Regions from separate parts of the Zea mays genome. Here region 1 is linked to region 2. Evidence: chromatin contacts called from public Hi-C data. All regions are on one chromosome and are shown on one strand. The core of a region is the stretch at or near the end of the contact, and the rest is flanking DNA. Distances in the headings are between cores, read along the strand shown.

Region 1 (2,970 bases), core at 172-2,671, 78 kb after region 2:
AGACCGAAACTGCATGTAAAAATATAATTAGACTCCACCACGGGTTTAAAGCTCTTTTGAACTAGTGTTGGATACTCGACATAGTTAACGGTGGTCAGCTGTCATCGGCTTCTAACGCGCGCTTGCCGAGTGCAATAGTGTGCCTAGAGCCGGACGGTGGACAAAGATACCAATGCGTGATGCGCTTAACGGACAGGTTTCCTGATGGGTCAAACTGCACAGTGTTCGGCGCGCGCGCGCATGCCGTCCGCCATTTCTGCATATATTGGTGTGAGACCTCACCGACGTGCAGCCCCACAAGATACCAAAACAGTTGCATCTGGACTGCCAATGCGTGATGCGTACATGTATGGGTAGCTCGACCGAGCACGATCTAAGAAACATGATTCATGGGGACAAGGAGAAGGGAGCCCAGAGGTCGTCGTTTAAATCTCGCATAGAAATAACTGCGCACACGCACACCTCTCCAGATCGTTGGGAGCTAGGGCAGTTAGTTAGTCATAGTCTCTTTGTTAATTTGCATCGTTTTCAACTTTGAACCTTCAACTTTACACGTACGCAGTGCAACTAGAACCTGGCATTTAGCATGAAGCGTGAGAGAGCCTGCGACTGCAAAACCAAGAGCAGTCCTCCCAGATCGACGCTCTCGATGATCATCGCCAACCAACCAATTAATCAACCGATCGCCTATCCGATTATTCCGACCACATCATCTCTCTTGCAACTTCCCAATCCCCTCCGGCTCTTGGCAACCGGAAACCCTCAGCTCGGCGTGCGAATTGGTGGTGGCCCCATGCCCCCATCCATATAATCGGCGGCTTGCTTTCCAGTGCTCAATCAATCACAGGAAGTCATCGTTGCCACATCGACCATCTTCATCTCCATCCACCCCTGACCCAGTAATGACGTGAACGTGACCCGGTAATGACGTGAACGCCGTTGCGCTCGTGCATGCAGTACGTCCCGTTCGGCACAGTGTATTCGCCACCGTACCGCGTCGTCCATCTGGTGGTTATTCGTCGAGCTGAATTGAATTGATCTCCGCCGGCGGACTTGGGTAACGGGAGACCGGAACACAAGCACGAGGTGGCCGTTTCTGTCCTGTCCTCCACCTTTTCTTCGTTGAAACGAGGAAACTGCGCCAACCCTTCACAAGTTTTTTTTATTTGGCGCGTCCCGTACGTCACCGGTCTCGTATCACTTGTTGTGCTAGAGTGTCCAGGAAAAAAGGTCGGACGACGGATACCAGACCTGCGTTTTTTCTACACATGCGATGGCACATATATATATAGGCACCAGTGCGCGCGCCAGACAAAAAGCAAGCAGAAGAAAGTTTGTGGAAAGCCTGGAGCTAGCAGCTGGGAAGAAGAGGGGACGACTGACGGGGCAGCAGATCAGACCTTCCATGTCCCGTTGCCTGCAGACGAGAATGCCAGTGCAACTAGCTAGTAGCGGTCCCTCGTGTTGGGAAGGGGTGGGTGGGTGTAGAGCTGTGGGGAGAGATAGATAGCGCGGAGACAGGCTCGTTAAGCTGTTTAAACTCCCGGTTGGTGAAGCATACCGCTGAGCCTGCTGTCCATGGCCAGCCTTCCTATTCATATCTGAATAACCAATAGCACCGAATAGTTGTTGATCGTCGTCAGCTCTGCATGGCTCACGTACTGTGCCAGATCTGCCTAGCTGGCTTCTAGAATAATCCCGATATGGCTCAGAACAGCTGTACGTACGTTGTTCAAATTCAGTCCACAGTTCCAAACTCCAACCTCTACGGGTTGATTTGGTGACCGGGGATCCCGAGGGGAAGAAATCCTCTTGCTATTCAAAATTGAATTGCAAGAAAATTCCTCCCCCATGGATCCCTAGGATCACTAATCACCAAATCAGCCCTACAGCTGACAAACAGCCGAGCGACTCAAATTCCTCGACATGTGGAGTACTGTTTGCCTTTCCACAGCAGCACTGAGGTCACTATAGGTCACAGGCAGGGAGCACTGAAATCAAGGCCCATTTCACTAGTACACACCTACTACCATACTCCTAACCCTCCTGTCCTTCAAGCTCATACTATAACCACATCATGCATGCATGCGCCTAACTAACAAACTCTTCTAAGAAAAAAAAATCTCAATGCATTGACCGGTGGCCTGAATCAGCCCGAGACGAGCCAGCGTTTTTGACCTGTGTCCGTGCTCACCTCGATCGCTCCTTTTCAAAGAAGAAGAAGAAAACTGCATCGCCTTGAGCACAACCAACGACCTAAAACCGTAGCTTGTTGCAGCTGCGCCCGCAAGGATCCCGGCCAGTACACACTTGCCATGATGCCCCCCCCCCCCCCCCCCCCCCCCCCTGATAAGGCATCGAGATAAAATGTGTTCCTCTGAATTCCTTTATATTTGAGGGGAAAAAAACAACCAGGACTTCAAAAGAAGAAGCTCGTAGGCAAGGCATCGTGATAAAATGTGTACTAGTGTAGATGTATAAACAGCCTACGTGCACAACACCAGAAAAACAGAAAACTTACGATGGCTTGATCTATGCCGTCGGATATAGATTATTTTGTACAGCATAAACATAATCTACGACGGCAGAAGTACGTCGGGTTTAAAGCGTCGGAGATAACGCTATCTTCGACAGTAGCTCTCAAAAATATCTTATGTCCGACGGCTTGCATGCCTCCTCGGCAATATGCTCGGGTAACGTCTGCCAAGGCGTATAAAGGGCCCACATATGTTATAATCGCCCCTACATCTATAGGACAGGATAGGTCCTAAACCAACCTAAGAGTGACCGAAATAGCCTGTTTCTAACAAGGCATGAGCTCGAACGAAATTTTAGCAGCATAACCCCGTTGTTCTTCATTTGCACGCCTGAAAATTGTGCAATTGGAGAACAAAGGGGTTATACTGCCGAAACTACGCAACAGCATATGCCTTTGTCATAAACATGGGCTCTATCGGTCACTCTAAAGCT
Region 2 (2,700 bases), core at 191-2,690:
ATTCCTGGATCCAGCCCTTTGGTTGGCTTTTGGTTTTTAGGAGGGCAAAAGCCAAAGCCAAAAGTCAAACCAAACACACCCTAAGAGGATACTAATTATATTACTATGCCAAATAGTAGGAGTGCAATTAGAATGTAAGTGTCGTATCATTATAGATTCTACTTTATTTAAATACATAATTATGATTTTATTATTGTATGACTTCTTACCTTATATATTTATTGTGACCTCCTACCATAATATTATTACTATTTTTTTATAAATGTATGACTTGCGTGAATTTTTTAAGTCAGTTGAGGGCACATGTTACAACTTTTACCGATCGTATTTTAGATTTCCATCGTAACTGATACAATTTTCATACTGAACTTTCGTTTCCAATATTTCTGAATTACCGATATAGTTTTCGTTTCTGAAGTTACCGCTTTCGATCTCGTTTCCGAGAAAAAAATATGAAAACAAAAATAATTTTAGTGTTTACTGGTCGTTTTCACCTCTACGCACAAGTGCGTCCTCTAGAATCGACGTGGTTTACATTTGTATATCTGTCCTCTCAATTCGTGATTTGGTGTGCATATTCTCTTCTCCTTATATAGATAAAGGATTACGGTCAATTGAACCTGCAATCAATCTAATCAAACCAATTTATCATATTTACCTTATTTGCATTGTTCTTTCTATTACTTAGGAGTAGGAGTAATCTAGCCTTTGTCTAGCCCTATTTTAGCCTTTCTCGACCTATTTCTTCAGTCTTCACCACTGTTCGGCTCTACGTTGACCAGAGGCGTATTGGGTGGTCTGCCGACCCCAAGACAATCCCTGGAACTCTCCTCCTCGACAGGGGTCACTCCGGGGAGGCACGATTTAGGTTATTCGCGGAGAAGAAGACCCTCTACGCACGTGTGAACAGTTCGGTCCATAGCACGGACCACCAGCAAACGCACATGGAGAAGCCACTCCTGTAGCGAGGTCGTGGACCGTCCGCGCTCCCGTAGAGAGCGCCGTAAGACGGTTCATCTCTAATGATTGGCGTCCAAATTAGTGTTCGTTCATCTCTAGTGATTGGCGTTTAAATCGGTGCCAACAGTACTATACTGTAGTACAAAAATAAATTGCCACAAAACACAAAAAAAGGTTAAGATTTGCTAGTACACATGTACGTTCCAATTGTGTAGGATAATTTCAAATTTTCGTTTATGGCTTTGCTGCCCTCGGGGTGATGAGATGAGAGTTCATCAGTGCGTACAAGCAAGGACTTTAATTAGCGGCATCATTTCATCAGATTTATCGGTGAACGATGCCAATGCAGCAGCTCGCTAGCCTGGGCGAATAAAGACCTCCGTGGCCCACCAACATGCGTCGATAATTCCCTCGCTGATCCCACCGGCTTTAAAATCCTACCCTCCCGCTCCCAAGATCACTCTCACTCTCACGCACACACTCCACAGTGCCACTCGTCTCGCTCGCGCAGCAGACAGCATGGGTTCGTCGGCGGCGCTTCAGCCGAAGCAGCTGTACCAGCTCGTGGTGAACAACTTCGTCGCCGTGCTCGCTGCGCCGCTGGCCGTGGCGGCCGTCGTCAATGCGGCGCGCGTCGGGCCGGACGAGCTGCTCGGCAGGCTGCAGGCGCTCCGGGCGGTGCACGTATTTCTCGCCGTGTTTGTCGCGGCCGCCACGGCGATACTGTACGTCCTGCTGCGGCCCCGGGCCGTGTACCTGGTGGACTACGCCTGCTTCCGCACGCGGCCCAACTGCCGCGTCCCCTTCGCCACCTTCCTGGAGCACGCGAAGCTGGTGACGTTCGTGGAGGGGGCCTCCATCGACGAGCGCAGCGTCCGGTTCATGACGCGGCTGCTGGAGCGGTCCGGCCTCGGCGAGGAGACCTGCCTGCCCCCGGCCCACCACTACATCCCGCCGTACCGGAACATGGAGGCCTCGCGCGCGGAGGTGGAGCTCGTCATCTTCTCGGCCATCGACGACCTGCTCGCGAAGACGGGCATCAGCCCCAGCGCCATCGACATCCTGGTGGTGAACTGCAGCCTCTTCGCGCCCGTCCCGTCCTTCACGGACATGGTGATCAACAGGTACGGGATGCGGCCGGACGTCCGCAATGTGCACCTGTCCGGGATGGGGTGCAGCGCCGGGCTCATCTCCGTGGGGCTGGCGCGCAACCTGCTGCAGGTGGCGGGCCGGGGCGCGCACGCGCTGGTGGTGTCGACGGAGACCATCACCCCAAACTACTACGTGGGCAAGGAGCGCGCCATGCTCCTGCCCAACTGCCTCTTCCGCATCGGCGGCGCCGCCGTGCTGCTGTCCACGTCCCGGTCCAGGGCCCGGTTCCGCCTGGCCCGCGTGGTGCGCACGCTGACGGGCGCCCAGGACAGCGCGTACCGGTGCGTGTTCCAGGAGGAGGACGGCGAGGGCCACCGCGGGATCAACCTGTCCAAGGACCTGATGACCATCGCGGGCGACGCGCTCAAGGCCAACATCACCGCCATCGGGCCGCTGGTGCTGCCGGCCTCGGAGCAGCTCCTGTTCGCGCTGTCCTTCATCGCGCGGCGCGTGCTGAACCGGCGCGTGAAGCCGTACCTCCCGGACTTCCGCACGGCGTTCGAGCACTTCTGCATCCACGCGGGGGGCCGCGCGGTGATCGACGAGCTGCAGCGCAGCCTGGGCCTGTCGGACGAGGACGTGGAGGCG

The links. A called contact is a pair of places that touch in the nucleus more often than the background predicts.
Region 1: a Hi-C map of ear shows a contact between it and region 2, with 2.2 times the contacts expected there. The contact joins the enhancer-like site here to the promoter of LOC100382314 in region 2. A contact is called at or near these places in 6 of 25 Hi-C or Micro-C datasets (ear, leaf, root tip and 1 more).

The regions. Positions count from the first base shown.
Region 1 is chr6:128,446,445-128,449,414 of Zm-B73-REFERENCE-NAM-5.0, forward strand. No RefSeq gene overlaps it. Among protein-coding and RNA genes, the nearest start is that of LOC100501575, 63 kb to the right of the region's middle. Within about 2 kb of position 1,422, at least 15 of the 20 cell types and tissues checked have an H3K27ac peak or open chromatin away from gene starts, as enhancers often do. A contact at or near this core is called in ear and leaf, where this site is marked.
Region 2 is chr6:128,368,047-128,370,746 of Zm-B73-REFERENCE-NAM-5.0, forward strand. It overlaps LOC100382314 (3-ketoacyl-CoA synthase), which reads left to right and starts at 1,441. Exons shown (of 1, transcript NM_001175063.2): 1 at 1,441-2,700. The coding sequence starts at 1,480.